2 separate regions of the Sus scrofa genome follow, and region 2 is linked to region 1. A link is a contact called in public Hi-C data. All regions are on one chromosome and are shown on one strand. The core of a region is the stretch at or near the end of the contact, and the rest is flanking DNA. Distances in the headings are between cores, read along the strand shown. Region 1 has its middle 110 kb from the start of SH3BP4. Region 2 has its middle 120 kb from the start of SH3BP4.

Region 1 (2,822 bases), core at 73-2,572:
TTGAGGGAGCCCCTGGCAAGAACAGCTCCCTCAGAGATGCTTGGGGTGGGGCCATGGACCCCCCCCTTCCTGCTTCAGAAACTGAATCCATGAAGACACAGCACGTGGTAAGAATCAGCAAGATTCTCAGATTTGACATCAACAGCTTTGACACTGCGCGTGCGCAAACACACACACACACACACACACACACACACACACACACACGGAGTTAATTAAGGATCCAGTTGGGCGACTAGGTGGGTGACTGCATTATGCCAGTCACCCCCACGACGTCATCCTGGGGGAGGTGCCCAAGAGGGAATGTTATATTTAGGCTTTATTACTATTCTTCTTCTGTTACTAACTCCTTTTTTCCTTTAAGTTTTTTTTTTTAATATGAAAAGTGTTTTATTCATAGAGATGGCATTGGACATCTATGAAAATCTGTGCATGTCCAAGTGTTAAAGGAAACTTAAAATACTTGGCAGAAGGAAAGGGATATTATCTTTCCTATGCAAAGCAGAGGCAAAGCTTGAGGGATTTTCACAGCAGGGTGTGGCTGGCATTTTCGTTTACAGTAAACTTTAGAAAGGCATTCTCTGGCAAAGCAAAGCACTCAGTGTGTAGGGCTTCATAGCCTTGTCCTCCTCTGCTGCTTTGGGATTAGCCAAGAGGGCTCCTAATGTCTGTAGAAGAGTCTCCCACCCAGAACAGCTGTGAATTTCTTATCACAGGAAACACCTCCAATTTCAGGTACTTTGAGCGCAAAAGAAAGGGCAACGTCCTCCTTCTGTCCCCAGTAGCTTTATGGTTTTACTTAAACATCAAACTCTGAAATGTGTTTCCCTGATTTTGTTCAATGGGCTGAAAACTGTCAGTTCAGATAAAGTAAATGTTTTACGGCCACTTCAACAGAGCAGAGCCGCCTGGGGGACTGAATCCCTGTCCTGAGAAGTCCTACATCCCAGAAAAACACCCACAGCGAGAAGGTCTTCAGTGCTGAAAAAAAGGTTAAAAATGCAAAAAGGTATGAAAGAACTTGCGCTTCTTAGTCAAACGCCCTTTAAAGCTTATTTTCGCATTGCCTCGTAGACAGTGTGAAGTTCAACCATGTTAAAAACTAAGCTGTTTTTTTTTTTAATTTGGAAAAATAATACTTGTTCATTGTGCAGAACATCAGATCAGTCAGAAAAACATGAAAGGAAGAAAATAAAATCATGAGAAATCTCGACTCGTAAGCCCCGCCCCCCAGTGGCTGATTTCTAGGTCCTTCTGGGCGGAGCGATCTGCTCTGAGGCCCTGGTGGAGCCTTATCCGCTCCAGCCAGGCTCTGCCGGCCTCTTATCATCTCCTCTCAGACCAGGCTCCCTTTCCTTTCCTGCTCACAGTGGGTCTTCTGGACCCTCCTACTCCTGGAATCATTTCCTGTGCCTTCCCCAGGGACCAGATCTTTTCTCTTTCCCTTGCTGAGGATTCTCACCCCAAGTGGCAAACTTCATGTCTCTTTCTACATGTAAATGCCATAAAACTAATTTCCTTTGGGGGCGCTGAATAAAAGGATGGCGGGAGCGATGCTGCGGAGATGCAGGCAGAGCAGCATTCGTTCTTGGCGGCGGTCTCCTGGCTTTGGGAGTGGTGTCTCCTGGGTTCGTGCCTCATCCGGGCAGCGAACCAGCCACATGGAGCCCCTGAGGGCGGTGAGGGGACCGTGATTTCTGCAGGATGTATTCATACCCTCGAAGGGCCTCGGAAAAGTCCTGAGGCTGCAGGAGACAGGCAAGGAATTAAACCTTGCCAGCCGCGCAGCGTTCGGCTCCTGTGTTTCTGACCAGCCCCTGCCCCGTCTCTCCATAACAAAATTAGTTTAATCATATCTGGAATGGAGGAGAAATCAAATGTGCTCTTTAGTCCTGCTCTTCCGGTAGAGACTTTCTCAAGGGGGTGGGAGAGAAGTATCTTGTCCTCCGGTTATTCAAGGGAAGCTTTCTTGGCAAACTGGGTTTTCGAAGATGGGCAGTGAATTGAGAAGGCAATTGTGTAGGGTCTGGAAGGAGAGAATAATTATTCCAAGTAGCGATGTTTTTACATGGCACATTAAAAAAAAAAAAAAAGTCTAGAAATAAGAAACCCAGAGGTTGGGATGCCCCAGAACTGGGCGTGATGGGCTTGGCATAAATGCCAAGGTCCTTGTCTCTCTGAGCCTCTGTGCTCAGCCATCCTCTGTCACGGGGCTGGAGCCCAGCCTGTGACCAGGGTCACGGGAGTCACCCCGGCATGGCCCGTCCTGCACAATCCCAGGGACAGCAGAAAAACACTTGCTGCTTCTTAATTCCCTTCCTGCTCCAAGTTGCAATAAGACGCACATAACACAAAAGACACCATTTTAACCCTTCACAGTCTGTGCAACCGTCACCTCTTATCTAATTCCAGAATGTTTTCGTCACCTCAAATGACAGCTCAGCACCTTTCACAGTCATTCCACCTCCTCCCTTCTCCCCAGGACGCGCTGACCACTAATGGTCTCTGTAGGTCTGCTTCTCCTGTATCTTTTCTATAAATGGAATCCTAAAATGGGCAGCCCTCCTGTCTGGCTTATTTTGCTACCGTAATGTTTCCAGGCTCATCCCCGTTGCAGCAGGGGTCATTCCTTCTGACGGCCAAAGTCGCACATTTTGATTATCCTGGTTGTCTCTTGTGAGGAGCCTGGAAGATTTTCCCCAGAGCTCCTGGGAGATTCCTCCTGCAGCTCAGGGACCTGACCCACATGCCACACTAGTTTCCATTGCGAAGCCAGGCAGGGGAATGGGGTTTTTATACCTTGCTTGAAACATTTCAAAGGT
Region 2 (2,820 bases), core at 242-2,741, 240 kb before region 1:
ATAAGTGAAAGAGACAGGCTGGGGGATTACGCACAGAGTGTTTTAAAACTGGAAATAAGACTTAGGGAGCAAGTTGCCATCTTTCCCCAGTTAATAAGGCCTAAAACGAGCACCTGTAGTAATACAAGTACTGAGCCAAGTTAGCCAGCCAGTAAAGAAAGGGCTGGAGCCAGGTTTTTTGTTGGTTTGTTTGAGCTCTCAACACAGTGTTCTTTGTTTTATATGATGCATCGAGGTTGTTCAAGCTTTGACTCTAACACCAGCAATCGTCTGTTCTATGATAAATGCATACAAGTCTTTAAAAAAAAAAAACCTCTGACTGAGATCGATGGTGCTGGCTTTCAGATGTCATCTACATTTGTTTTCTACTGTCGGGTAAGAAGCTGGCACCCACGTGGCAGCTCAAAGCTGGTAGTTTCTGTGCCGGGGGATGGGCTGGGCTCTCTGCTCCAGGTCTCACCAGGCTGAGCTCCTGGTGGGGCCCCAGGAGCTGGCAAAGCCTCAGGGTCCTCTTCCAAGCTCACCTGGTTCTCGGCAGAGCCCAGCGTCAGGGACCTGAAGCCCCCAGGTCCGGGTCGTCTCTCTGGCTGTCAACGCCTGGAACCTCCCTCAGGCCCCTTGCTGTGTGGCTCCAGGCGCAGCTGTTTGCTTCTTCGAGGAAGCGTGGGATCGTTGAGAAGGTCACACGGTCACCTCGTCCTGGAATTAGCCAAACATTCGTCCTCTTCTCTGTCCTCCCACACTCACCAGGAGGAAGGATCAATGAAAAAAAGTCACTGTCCTATGAGTCGACAAGGGATGTCACGGCCATCAAGCCATCACATGACAGCTGCCCTGAGCCCTGACGGGGAGCCCTGAGAGATCCTGGGATAGAGATCAGATGCCATAGAGCCATCAGCCACTAGAGCCACCACCCCCCCCAGTACACAGCGCACCCTGGAGACGCAGGATGACGAAGCACAGGACACCGGCCCCTCGGAGCAGGGGTGCACAGCAAAGGAGTGGGTTCCGTGGGCCCAGACTCTTGCGTCTTCCCCAAACCCCAGATTCCTTAATGTGGGCTGTCTGGTGTGCGTTAATTAGCAGTGATTTTGATATTCCAGCTACCCAGTCTGTTGCCAAAACTCCCGTATCTCCTGGCCCTTCCCTTGCCTCTTCGCGGCAGCCCCTTTGAGCCTGCAGAGGGGCCCCGCCCCGGGCTTCTGTCTTCAGTTTTGTCTGTCAAAACACAATTCTCAACGTTTAGGCTGTGTATCCTGTTGAGGCCACAGGACTCCTCGTGGGGCCTGCTCCAGGGGCTGGAATCTTGGGCGCCCCTGAAAATCCTGTGGCAGCCCAACCCCGGATGTGCGCTCCGGTCTGGGGCGTTTCATCAGGACTCTTTTTAGTTCAGTGCCCACGTGGTTTCGGAGAAAACCATCCCCGCACCAGCTGTGAGCACCTCCAAGTCGACCTCTAGCTCGTGCACCGTGATTTCCACACGCATACCCCAGGAGGCGCCGCAGACCCCTCTTTGAGCCTGGCGGCATCGCCTGCCCCGCAGAAAGGGTATGTTCGGAATGTGATAGCGTCTGATATCAGCCACATCCCTGACTGCCGGCCCCCCGCACAGCCCGCTGGCGGGGCTGCTCAGCCCTTTTATTTACAAGCACCAGCTTCTGCCCCGATCGCCTTGCCAGAGCCACGGACCCCTTTACGCCCCTGACTCGGTCCTCCTGGCCCCTCCTCCCCGGGTGACCTCTAGTCTCCTTCCCTGGAGGAGGCCCCGAGGGGAAGAAGACGGAAAACATCAAAGAGCTTCTGAAAACGTCTTTGTTGGCTTTGATGTTTTGGACCATCCATGATTAAGGAATACAAAGTTCTTTTTGTTTCTCCAGCGCTTAATTAATGAAGAATCACCAGGAGGCAGAACGGAGGGATTAAATCAACAAATCCCACATCTAGGAAGCAGCTGCCGGGGCGACCTATGTATTTATTCAGCCTGAGCCGGGTTTGTGACTTGGTTCCATAAATGCTTTTCCAGGAGGGGAAATCCTCCTCGGAGAGGTTTTGATGCAAGAGAAGGAAAGAGAAAGTCTGCTCTCCTGTCCCGGCTTCAGAGGCTCTGCTTTGATGCAAAGTCCTGGCTCTGGTCTCACAGTCACAGCCCAACCACCCCCGAGAATAACACAGGTTATAAACCACAGCCATGGCTTCAGTTTGTGTTTGTCTCCAAGAAGAAACAGTATTTCTCTATCAAAGAAAAGTGGCCTCATGGTAAACGGTTGTTCTACCATAAACTATCTCCAGCTAGAATTCTTTTAAATGAGAAGGGATTATTTTGGAAGTTTTGAGGCTTTGTGGGGAGCAGCTACCATAAATCCATAAGAGAATGATTTTTATGGTATTGTCTGGGTTTATGATAAAATAAATAAAACTCTGATTCTGAGAATGCTTAGGGATTTGATGCTCTGGTTCTTTTTTTTTTTTTTTTTTTTTTGGCCATGCCCACAGCATACAGAAGTTTCCAAACCAGGAATTAAACCTGAGCTGCAGCACTGACAACACCAGGTCCTTAGCCCACCGAGCCACCAGGGAACTCCATGGTTAATTTAATTTTAAGGTGACATAAAAGCCAATCTAAATGTTTGTTTCAGTTCTTGTTGAAAATCTTTCTGAGATGTGATGGTTGGAAAATATAAAGATGTTTTCTTTGAAAAAGAAAATGTAGTGCATTCTCTTACGCTGCAAGTTCATTGGCTGGAATAGGAGCCCTTTAAGGACTTTGGGGATAGTTACGTTTTGGGATATCTGCTCAGCTCAAAAGGACCACTTTACACT

What was found. A called contact is a pair of places that touch in the nucleus more often than the background predicts.
Region 2: a Hi-C map of omental adipose tissue shows a contact between it and region 1, with 1.7 times the contacts expected there. The contact joins two enhancer-like sites. A contact is called at or near these places in 2 of 47 Hi-C or Micro-C datasets (embryonic fibroblasts and omental adipose tissue).

What each region holds. Positions count from the first base shown.
Region 1 is chr15:134,889,696-134,892,517 of Sscrofa11.1, reverse strand. No RefSeq gene overlaps it. Among named protein-coding and RNA genes, the nearest start is that of SH3BP4, 110 kb to the left of the region's middle. Within about 2 kb of position 1,322, at least 3 of the 83 cell types and tissues checked have an H3K27ac peak or open chromatin away from gene starts, as enhancers often do. A contact at or near this core is called in omental adipose tissue, where this site is marked.
Region 2 is chr15:135,126,617-135,129,436 of Sscrofa11.1, reverse strand. No RefSeq gene overlaps it. Among named protein-coding and RNA genes, the nearest start is that of SH3BP4, 120 kb to the right of the region's middle. Within about 2 kb of position 1,491, at least 12 of the 83 cell types and tissues checked have an H3K27ac peak or open chromatin away from gene starts, as enhancers often do. A contact at or near this core is called in omental adipose tissue, where this site is marked.